Linked DNA regions of Rattus norvegicus: region 1 is linked to region 2. The links are chromatin contacts, called in public Hi-C maps. All regions are on one chromosome and are shown on one strand. The core of a region is the stretch at or near the end of the contact, and the rest is flanking DNA. Distances in the headings are between cores, read along the strand shown. Region 1 has its middle 14 kb from the start of Ccdc190. Region 2 overlaps Rgs4 (regulator of G-protein signaling 4).

Region 1 (5,795 bases), core at 2,179-4,678, 200 kb after region 2:
CCACTGCTTGGTGGCTCTCTAGTCTCCAGAGGAAAGTGCCCTACAAGCATGAAAACTCAGTTCTTAAATTCTAGAACGAACTGCTCCTTTAAGGGGCATGCATATCTGTTATTGCCCTCACAGATACAATGCAGGTAAATACAACCCGTCACTTTTCAAAAGAGTTTCAATACTAAGAAAGCCAGAGGATTTTACATTATTCTGGTAACTGAAACGTTTTCCCATCATGGGGGCATTTTGATATGGAGGGTTGTTTCACAGTCCTCAGAGTATGGCCCCGAATTATAGACGTATCATACAGACACTGGCTAGAAATAATATATATGTGTGTGTGTGTGTGTATGTGTATGTGTATAAGTATATGTATATGTATATGTGTGTATATGTTCATGTATGTGTATATGTATATGTATATATGTGTGTATATGTATATGTATGTATGTGTATATGTATATGTATATATATGTGTGTATGTATATATGTATATGTATATGTGTGTGTATGTATATATGTGTGTGTATGTATATATGTGTGTATATGTATATGTATGTGTATGTGTGTATGTGTATATGTATATGTGTGTGTGTCTGCGTGTGTGTCTGTGTGTGTGTGTGTATGTGTGTGTGTGTGTGTGTGTGTGTGTGTGTGTGAGTGGGTGTTTTTCTGGGCCCACTTCAAACCATTCTCTTCTAATTAGTGTCAGACATCATCTGGGAACTACAAATTATGAAAAACCCAGGCAATTTTAAAAAATAATTTTTAATTTATTTATTTTTGTGAGGAATACTGGATAATACAATTTGAAGGTGTTGTTTCTCTCCCTCTACCACGTGAGTCCCAGAGAGAAAACTCAAGGCTTCACCTTCATGGCAGGTGCCTTTACCAGATACGGCATCCTACTGGCTGGCCCAATTTTTGTCTTGTTTTTATGATAAAGGGCCCCACATAGCCCAGGCTGGCCTCCAACTCACTACATATCCAGGGTGACCTTGAAGTCTTCATCCTCCTGCCAGTTCCCTCTGAACGCTGAGAGGGCAAGCATACACCAATGTGCCTGGCTCTCCTCTGATTTTAACCACTCAGTTCAGTAATTGATTCCCCCCAAGTCTCCAGTCACTCTCTGTATCCAGCATTTTCAGTCATTTCAGTGTTTACTCTCTCTCGCCTTTCAAACGCACTGACAAGATTCTGATAGGAAGGTTGCCTCTACAGCAAGGTCTGGGTGCTGAGGCCTGGGTTAAACAGCAGTTCCTGCTAGGTCTATGGGAAATGTAGGCTCAGAAGCAGCAGATAATTTGCCATGCAGCAGATAATTATTATTTGAAGATAAAACTATGGTCATTGAAAACTGGAAATGTAGTTTGGTGGTCAAGAACCCACATCAGTTCCCAGAACCCACATCAGGTGACTCCCAAAAGCCTGTAACTCCAGATCCAGGGGATCCAACACCCTCTGGCCACCAAAGGCACCTGCATACATGTGTACACATGAACTCATGGGGATATGTCTATCAAATAAAAATGTGAAAATATCCTTACTGAACCAAGTAAATAAATAGTAGTAAGTGCTACTAATTTCTAACCGTTTGTTTTAAAGTGAATAAAATGGAAAAATATTTGATATGATCTAATAAATTTCCCATTAGCATTCAATTCTCCTAACTCACTCTGTCTTGTGTTTCCGAGACACAAACTTTCTCAGCAATCTAACATAAACTTCTAGGTTCTTCTGTCTCAAAATAATCCTATCTTGCCTCTTCCCAACCATACACTGTGTCCTGTTTCAATCAGGGACGATCCTACCTATGGTTGAGATCCTCTGAGTTCAAGAAAAGGTATCCTATTGGTTTTTTCAATGCAGCAACACAATGGAAACTTCTGAGAGATGCCAGGCATGGGAATGAGGTAAGGGCAAAGGCCTGAGGGAGGTGCACGCATGTGTGCAACAGAGAAGCATGGGAGGAGTAAGTAGGGGAATAGCCCTGGGTTTAGTGTGGAGATGGGATGCCTAGTGGAAGTAGAGAAAAGCAGAAAGGATAAAAGTCTCAAAATCCCAGGAAACAATGCTCCAACTATCGGAGACAAGAACCAGGAGTCTCTGCACCCTCCAAGGAAGAGAACATTGTGATGCATAGATAGATGGATAGACACACAGAACAATGAACCTGGGGATTTAGACTGAGCCAACTCTGAGTGGAGAACAGATCCAGTCATCTGTTCATGTCTTCAATGAAATGTCTCTCATGTTCAGTCTGTTCTAAGCTAGACTTGGCTTCTGCAAGGATAAGGAAGAACATAGAAAATCAAGCTGCAGAGTCCAAGCTGACCTAGTAGAAGGGAAGGGAATGTTGTAAACTGCCATTGCTGATTTGTGGCATAAAAATAGGCTTGAACCTCTTCCTGGATCTAATAGCTTATAATTCTCTACTACTGACCCAGTGTGCGCTACAGCCTGCTTTCATGCTCTCAGAAGAGAACCTAGTATCCTAGCTGAGGGTAAAATGGGACACACCACACACACACACACACACACACACACACACACACACAGAAAGAGAGAGAGAGAGAGAGAGAGAGAGAGAGAGAGAGAGAGAGAGAGAGAGAGGAATGAGCTGGAAATCTGGATTTTGATCTTCATCTTACTTTAACTGCATATGAGTGAATCATTTTAAATTATGTTCCCTAAGAGATGAGGTAAACAGGAGAGAAGAAAAGCTCCTGTAAGTAAATCTGTAACCTTGAAGACAGAAGTTCCCCATAGTAGATATTTTATTACATATATGTATATACATATATATTTATATACATACACACACATATATGTACATGGAGAGAGACAGACAGAGAGAGAGACAGAGACAGAGAGGAAGACAGACAGACAAACAGACAGGCAGGTTTGATTTCCACATGTGAGAACACACAGGACGCTCCCTATCTCTAAATTCTGTATGCAGCCTAGTGGCTTCATAAATGTTCTCAAGATCATCATACAAATGGGAAGTAGCCCTGATCTTTTGAACTATTGGTAGGCACAAAAGGACAAGGCTGCAGCTACCCTCCTCAGCAGACTCCGAGGACAGTCTCACACGACTCATGGAGGAATTTTCCACAAGGAAGGCCTGTGCTCTGCCATCACAGGAAGAGAAGCAGCAGGCGCCTCATGTCTGGTTCAAGCTCTGGTCTCTGTGCATTTGGGATGGGGGAGAGAGGAGGGGGTGGTCGGGGAGGCTGAGCACCAGGAGAGAAGAATCCCAGATGCTGCTCGAAGAGTGTGCTGTAAACAGCCCCGTAAGTCCCTTCCATCATCACGTCCCCCAAAGGGACATCTCCAGAACTCCAGCCAGCTACGTGCTTCTCTGCATTCTCAGCCAGATGTAAGCTGGCCAAGGGGTGGCCATCTGGACTCAGAGAGCCCATTAGAGCTATAACAGGCAACCAGTCTGGTTATAAACACCAGCCTCTCTCAAGCCAGCTGTCTCGCGCTTTGCAATTACACCCTTGGGAGGCATCTGGTTTGGGACAGGAGACGTCTCTCCCATGGGCTTCAGAGGCAAGGAGCCTGGGGAATATGGCCCAGGCAGCAGGAGGCTTCTGGCAGAAGGCTATCTCTTTCATCTCCTCCCGCCCTGCTCTCTAATCTTTGCCCACCTACCTGTAAGCCTGCACGTACACAGTTTTGGAATTATTTTTTCAAGAACACTGTAGACTTTAATTAAAATAGGGATAAGTGAGAGATTGGAGGACATCTGGGACTGTCGAGTATAAAGCCATTTGGACGAAGAATAGTCACATCTGTAGGCAGCCCAGGCCTTAGATATAAAAAAAAAAAAAATAGGAGTCTGTCTGGGGTCACTTGGGTGTGAGCAAACACACCTGCACTCTCCCCTGCTGTAGGTGGACAAAATGAGGCAGGAAACCGGTTGAAAGCCACACATGAACGGAAATCCCACCTCACTGTTCCTGTGAAACCCAGAATGAGAGCTGTTACTCAACAACTATCCACACTCTTCTCTTGCTTCTGCCACAGCTCTGCCCACGACTCCTAATTAAAAGGAGCACACCGTTTCTCGGTTATTAATTAGATTCTGTCCCCCTTCCCTTATCCTTAAGCTGCTGAGGGAAGGAGATTGCAGACAGTTGGTTCTCGCTACCTCCATGACAAGGTAAGTATTACGAAACAGGTATGCGAAAATGAAGTCAATCAAATGGACGAGAAAGCCTCGGCAAGTGATGCCTGCCATTGAATGGGTGGTAACTGTGCACTGGGCACGTTGCTAACGGCTTTGCTTGAGCTGTAAAGTGGGGTTTTTACATCTAAACACACCTAAACACACACATTCGCTGCCTCATAAGTCTGCCTCTAAGATTCACCAAGGACAAGAACTAGATGTTGAAGCCCTAAGCAAAGGAAAATGAACTAAGTGGAGAAGTGGGGGCAAGAATGATTCATCCTGTGCAGAGTTTGAGAGACAGAAGAGACAGCCATCTGCAAGGAGGCCAGAAGCACAAAAGAAGGGACCGCTGGGTCACCTGGGCATTTGGGAAAGGAGGCTTACCCTCAAATAAAGACACAAAATGCCCCTCAGATGTCTGAACCCTGAGGTGTTCCTTAAAGTGAGAAACTGGGGTACAGGTGGTTGGATGAACCCAATTCCAAGCTGCAAAACTGACAAAGCTTCGGTTACAGCCAAGGGAAGAGGCATAGAGAGCCATCTAGAGGGAGGCAGGGACCATACCCAAGGAAGCTGTGCTGGAAGACAAAGGATCACATTCTCCCAACTATGGGGTGGGGGCTGTCCCTGAATTTGTTGTCTGCCTGTGGATCTGCTTTCCACTAACTGGGCTGCCTTGTCTGGCCTCAGTGAGAGAGGATGCTCCTTGTCTTGCAATGACAGACGCTGGGGGTAGGGGTGGGGGAATCCAGGGAGAGCTCCCCCTTCTCAGAGGAGAAGGGGATGGGGCATAGGAGCTGGAAGAGGAGGAAACTGGGAGAAGAGGACTGGCATCAGGACATAAAGCGAATAAATAAATTAATTTATAAAAAGAATATTAAAGGAGCAATATTTCCTGTACCAATAAATGCTTCCTGGAGACAACAACGTTCTTTCTACGAGAGAGAGAGAGAGAGAGAGAGAGACAGAGACAGAGACAGAGACAGAGACAGAGACAGAGAGACAGAGACAGAGAGACAGAGACAGAGAGACAGAGACAGAGAGAGACAGAGAGAGACAGAGAGAGACAGAGAGAGACAGAGAGAGGAAGAAAAGACAGACAGAAGGGAAGGATGGAAGGATGGATGGAAGGAAAGAAGGAAGGAAAGAAAAGAAAGAAAGTAAGAAAGTCTTCAGTGACATTAAGCACCTCAGGCTGAGGTAGGTAAATACTACAACAGCAGTCTGCAGGAGGTTTTTTTGTTGTTGTTTTTCATTGGGGGGGGCAATGTTTGTTTGGTTTGGTTTTTTTGTTTTGTTTTGTTTTGTTTTTGTTTTTCAGCATGTGGATATTTTTTAATGGCCTCATTTTTATTGTATGAGCTTCACTCAAAATGACTTCTGGAGTTTAGAAGGAAAAATTGACATGAACTTTTAGCAGGACCCTCTAGAAACAGAATTTATTTTAAATTGGCACTAAAAAAAATCTTTATTTTATTTGCTACTCTGACAAAAGAAAATCGATTCTCAACACATAATTAATTCTGTGTTTTGCCAAGTGAAGTTGCATAGGCTTATGTCCCTGCAGTTGGGACGTTGAAGAAGGAATATTACAAGTTCCAGGACAGCCTGTATTACAAAAGTC
Region 2 (6,166 bases), core at 62-2,561:
TTTCAAATGCACTTTAGACAAGATCTGGAGAGAATTCCCACTTGCCCCAACTCAGGCAAGGCATGGGAAACCACAGTATCTGCTCAGTGCTCCGGCAAGCATATGCCCTGAAAATGATGGGTGGTTAGCATTTTGCTATTTCATCACAGCCACCCTTGATTCCCCCTCCTGTTCCTGTTCCATTCCTCCATTTCTTTTTCTTCCCCCTTTCCTTCTTTGCTTTATTTGTCTTATCTGTTGACCTCTTCTCCCCATCGTTCCCTTCTTCCTGGGACTCTTCCTCTACTTCCTGTGGCTTCATCTTTCCTCTTACCCTCTCCCCTTTCTTCTTTCTCAATTAGAGTAACGAAACTTGTAAGCTCTGGATGGGATGCGGAATGCTGGGCCTGACTCAAGCTCTACCACTTTTCTTGGAATACACTGCTAGGTACATCTCAAAACTTTCCTATATCCAAGTTTTCCCAGTTGCAAAGGAAAAACACGAATCTTACTCGGGGATTAAACAAGATAATGTAGAGCACTTAGCATCTACTTGCCCTGTAGAATTCATGACATACTGTGAGGCCATTAACTTTTAGGCTTTCTGTGGAAACTTATCCCAGCTCCAAGCATCATTTATCTGTATCAGTCATAGAACAGCCTTTCATATTGACTCTCTGTTAGCCCCTTGCACTCTAAAATATCGAATTCAAAAGTTAAAACGTTACCAAGCCACCTCACCGAATTTACCCATATTCTAACAGAGAGGACAAATGCAAGTAATTCTCAGGCATAAAAGAAGCAAAACAATGTGGACTAAAATAACAGGCAATTTAACTTATCATCTTGTGCTTAAGGGCCTAAGCAGACACCTGGTTTAAATTCGGCCTCTGAATGAGATGACTAGGGCTCCCCAGCAGCTACACTTCCAGCTTTTGCAGCCGGCTGGTCACATCGGTTAGCTGACCTGACCCGAGTAGGAATTTGTCAGCCTGATTTCCTTTTCCCATGTGTTTAGCCTAGGTGTAAGCCTAACTGGTTTTCCCTTGATGCTAGTTCTTTTTCCTTGGTATCATTGCTCTCTTCTCCCTTATTTCTCTTCTTCTATCTTTCTGTCATCTACTTAAAAATGTAAATCTCTAAAAGTGGCAACAGGCACATTCAGAATACAGCTCGAGGAGGCACCCTGGGGAGAATCCCTCAGCAAAGTCTAGTTTCTGTTTTTAGCCTGTCATCCAGAGATGAACGAGGCATCTCAATCTACACATCAGAGCCTCTTTTTCCAATCCCCAGTCCCTGCCACACACACAAGGCAATAGCAACAGCACAGGGCAGTGTTTGAAAGACTAATTTTAGTATTGATCTAAGCGGTAGTGCTGTACTGGAATAGTCGAGAATCCATGCAGTCTAACTACCAACACGCTTCTATCTCATGCCTGCATCTTCTGGAAAGTATAACCCGGGACACTGCCAGAAAGGAAAAGGGAGCAGTGGAGAATACACTTCTCCATTCTTGACCCATATAATTGCAAGTGACTTCAGGGCCAGTGCATGAGAAAGAGGGCAGAGGGATCTTCGTCTGTGTTTAGAGGGGTGGGGGTGCAAACATTTTGTATGAATATTTATGAGAAATTTCAATTCCTTCATGTACTTTCCTAAGTATAGCATCCAAGGTTCCTGCCAGATTTTTAAAAGCATCATTACTTGGGGGAAAAAAATGTCTGCAATCACCTATGCCTACCGCTGTGCAAAGCCCTGGTTTCAGATGTGAGCATTCTGTTACCTTTGGTTGTTGTTGTTTGTTTCTTCAGAAACTCACAAAGGACAAAGACAGCCCTGAGCAGCTGTGGCAGAGAGCTCTCTCCTGGACATCTCCAGCCTCCTCAGCTTCTCTACAACCTTTCTCACTCTGGCAGGTAATTGAAAGTAGGCAGCTGCTCAGAAGGGGAACCCTAGCCTTAAAATCCTAAGGAATTCAGAAATGAAAAACTGTACCAGTCACCCTAAGACTTGAGAAGTCGAGGTAGGAGGATCTCCATGAATTTGAGCCCAAACTAGTCTTCACAGTTAAGTTATAACCAGTGGAGGACAGCCTGAGTGAGACCCCATTGGTTACTGTTGTTGATCTGGTTTCTTTTCTTATTCTGATATTTTTGTTTTTTGGTGGTATTGTTTTGTTTCGTTGGGGTTTTTTGTTTGTTTGTTTTATTTTGTTTTAGTTTGGGGTATTTTCTCCCCCCAACCAAATTGAAGATCTGCAGTACACTAAAGTTGCCTAGTCTTCAAACCTAGAACAGCCAGGGACCTGGGAGCAGAAGCAGGCAGAACAGTGAAAGGGGCCTAAGCCTAAACAATACAACTTCTACTTTCCTTTCTGGAGTTGGCAGGGGAGGGATAGAAGACTCCCTGTGAGTCATTTTGTAAAGGCATCCTATGCCCCGCTGTTTCTCACGGCATTGCCTCTCTGGATCATTAATGTGTTTCCAAGCAGATTGTTTTGTAGGAAGCATTTATTTCCTGTTATCATTCAGATCTATGTGTTTCATTGGAAGCATCAGCGCTGAGGCCTATAAAGCACATGGCAGAAACAGACATGCATCTGGAAGGAGCGTCCTTTGCAGGGGCCAGCAGCAGGCAGGCTCGCCAGACCAAAGAGCGATGGCAAATACAACTGAAGACACACTCAAGATGTATTACATAAAATAATTTACTTCTCATTCAGAATGACTTTTCCCAGACCTATTTGTGAGACAGCAGTCTGGGAGTACAGGTACAATCTCAAAGTCATGATAATATTAGGGCAAGACCGGAGAGTTATACAGACACGACTGTGGACTTGTGTATTACAAAAAGGAGTTAGGACCACTGATGGGGGAGCTCTGGGGATATTATACGCAAGACTGTCAAGAGAGACAACAGTACTGTTAGAAAACTGACTTCTTCAATAATGGTGAGACTTGGATTCACACTATGAGTGTCTTCACTTTGCAGCCACAATGGTGCTCATGCATGGAATTTAAACTGGAGCTGTGCCTGCAGTATGCACGAGTCTGTGTGCGCTCTCAAAGGCAGGACTTTTAGAGGAATGAGAAGAAAATTACTTCTTGGGCATTCATTAATAATTCGGGTAATATCCTGTACCTCCATTTATAAAACAATACAGTAATAAAAACATTGTACAAAACAACATAAATAACACAAATGAGAAATTTTCAAGTATTTCACGTGCCTTAAAAAGCTCCAAACAGTAGTCCTACCAACTGATATCCCGTCCTCCTCTTTTCTCTTCTCTTTCTTTTTTTTTTCTTTCCTCTCTCCTTCCGTTGGTCTCTGCTAACTTTGGTGTTTGGGATGGGATGAACAAGCTCTTACCTCAAAGCAGAAAACCAAAAAGGGGTTTACAGCTCATAAGAGCTTACTTCCTCCTGGGACAGCATAACCTTTCCCCCTGGTGATGCTTTTGAAAAATGTAAGCGGGTAGCTTAGAATGACTTGCAGGTGGCCATGGTTCCTAACGTGAGCAACCAACCACGGGGAAGTAAAGAGGCTCATCTGACAGGTGACGTTCTTTGGGGGTAGGAATAGGAGAGCACCTTATCAAGAGAGGAAAGAATTAAGATAACCTCGGGGTCTTCTGCCCTCACCTAAGCAGTAGTCATTTGTAGGGCTAGGCAACAAGGCCTGGACCGCATTCCTTCATTCCTCTCAAACATCCATCTCCAGACCAACCCAGCTGCTAGTCAGCATGCCCTGAGCACCCAGGCAAAGGAGGGATGGCCAACAGCATAGGGACTTAAAAGTGCTAGTAGTAATCACCGGTGCGAGGCAGCTCTGTGTCAGTCAGACAGCAGAGTTTTCGGAGTACTCACCCCATAGCTCAGTGCTCAATGTGGAGGCCATTGACGAGATTAAACACAAAGGCCCTGACTATGCTCCATCAAGACCCAGTGGCTTGACGGAACTCACTTTTTACAAGTTAGTGTTCCTTTCTTAGCCTGCATGGCAGTTAATTTAGTTTGCCCTGTTCAGACACAGTATGAAGGACCAGAAGTCAGAACATGCATGCAAGCATGTGTACACACTCCAATTTGAGCACCAAGGATCTTTCCCATCTTTTCTTGAAGAAATGTGTGTGCATGTGTGAACATATACAAATATATATATGCATATATATATATATTCATGCACATTCACACATACTGAATACATAGATATAATATATACAGAATGTATATGCATATGTTCTATATATTTAATATATACATACACATACACAAATATCACCTAAACGTTGAAAGTCTGTAGGAAGTGCTGCTGGCTGACATTGCATGTGCATGTGACATCACATGAAGTGTACCAACTAACTTGAGGTCAAACTGTTGGAAGGGGTGGACTACTAACCATCTTTGAAAATCCAGACCTACAGGGCCATTATTTGGAGACTTGCTCACCTGACACCCTTTAAGGAAACTTGGGAAAATTGAAAACAAGTTGGGTCTTACCCCAATGAAAACCCCCACACCACAGCTAAGTCTAGTTTTACATGGAAGTGACTCACACACGGCAGGCAGCATGGATACTAGGCTACAATGTGGAGAAAGCATTGATGCTTAATACAGATCAATATTTGGCCTCAGGTTTTCCAGAGCATAGAGTCTTGGCATTTCGGTTCTCTGCCTCTGTGTGAGAATTAGGCACACTGAGGGACTAGGGAAGTGCAGTCTGCAGAACTCTTGGCTCCTTTCTGCTTCTCTGCCCCGCAGCTGGAAGGATTGGTCAGGTCAAGATAGAATCGAGACTTGAGGAAACGACGGTATGAATCCTTTTCCATCAGGTTGAAAATCTTCTTCTGGGCTTCATCAAAACAGGTTATCGTGGGCTCTAACATGTTCCGGCTTGTCTCCTCTCTGGTGCAAGAATCCAGGTTCACCTAAAGTGCAAAGACCAAGGTTGCATTAGAGCTAGAGCTCTGTTGAAGAGAGGAGGCTTACATTCAAAAAGGAGTAGCCAGGACCCTTTCTTTACCTTCCTCCCAGGAGTGAAACCCGGGACATTTGGGTGTGCCCTGGCATATGTGTATAAAAGGTCAGCTCTGCCCTGAAGTGGAAAGAGCACTTCCCTTTCCTTTACTCTCTCATTTGAGAGATTTATAATTATATTTATTAAGGAGAGTCATTGAGATCACATAGACAAAATGGCTTTTTTCCTAATAGACTTACTTGAAATGTCAAGATTATAATAGCCAGTCCTATTGCTCCTTTAGTAGATCTAAAGATTTCTGCCCCTGAATGCCTCTCCTATGAATTCCCACTAAGATCTAGAAAGTTCTCTGCCATGGAAACATACCTCTTTTGTTGCCTGCACAGAGATGAACTCATTGTAGATCTTCTTGGCCTTGGGACTTAGTTTAGAAGGTGATTTGATTTTCTTGTACTCCTCACAGCTGATCCAGAAGTCAATGTTCTCCTCACTGTATTCTGACTTCAGGAAAGCTTTGAAAGCTGCCAGTCCACCTGTGACAAAGGACAAAGAACCAAAGTTACCCAGAAATGGCTTGTCTTATGCTGAGTAATACTATCCTCAGTGTGTGTGTGTGTGTGTGTGTGTGTGTGTGTGTGTGTGTGTGTGTGTGTGTATGTGGTGCATGAGTGTGTGTGTGTGGTGCATGAGTGTGTGTGTGTGGTGCATGAGTGTGTGTGTGTGGTACATGAGTGTGTGTGTGTGTGTGTGTGTGTGTGTGTGTGTGTGTGTGAGATAAATGATGACAGAGAGAAAGAGAGAGAGGGGGGGGGTATGGTTACTTACATTCATGGTTAATCAGGTTTTCCAGCGATTCAGCCCATTTCTTGACTTCTTCTTGGCTCACCCTAGAGATTTTAAGAAGAAAGAATGATTTAAATACATAGCATAGAATTAAAGAAAAAAACTAAGGCAAAATGTGATATATTGTTTATTGGGATACTTTCTCATGAAATATGTAGAGATTTAAATTCTAATTATGATTGACATAAACTGGACTCTGCTCTGTCTATCTTTCTCCATTCTCATGTGTGTTTGTGAGTGTGTGTGTGTGTGTGTGTGTTTGATATAATATCTTTTTATAAATCTCAGGCTAGTCTTGAACCCATGGCCCTCCTACCCTTCCAAGTGATGAGATTACAATTGTATACCTTCACCTCAAAAATGG

Evidence for each region. Hi-C and Micro-C count contacts between places; a contact is called where the count stands out from the background.
Region 1: a Hi-C map of frontal cortex shows a contact between it and region 2, with 3 times the contacts expected there. The contact joins two enhancer-like sites. A contact is called at or near these places in 4 of 12 Hi-C or Micro-C datasets (the Rat2 cell line, Schwann cells, frontal cortex and 1 more).

The regions. Positions count from the first base shown.
Region 1 is chr13:84,662,998-84,668,792 of GRCr8, forward strand. No RefSeq gene overlaps it. Among named protein-coding and RNA genes, the nearest start is that of Ccdc190, 14 kb to the right of the region's middle. Within about 2 kb of position 3,429, at least 10 of the 93 cell types and tissues checked have an H3K27ac peak or open chromatin away from gene starts, as enhancers often do.
Region 2 is chr13:84,467,115-84,473,280 of GRCr8, forward strand. Rgs4 (regulator of G-protein signaling 4) reads right to left here. Exons shown (of 5, transcript NM_017214.2): 3 at 5,785-5,846; 4 at 5,326-5,492; 5 at 2,479-4,909. The coding sequence ends at 4,670. Among named protein-coding and RNA genes, the nearest start is that of Rgs4, 5.7 kb to the right of the region's middle. Within about 2 kb of position 1,312, at least 4 of the 93 cell types and tissues checked have an H3K27ac peak or open chromatin away from gene starts, as enhancers often do.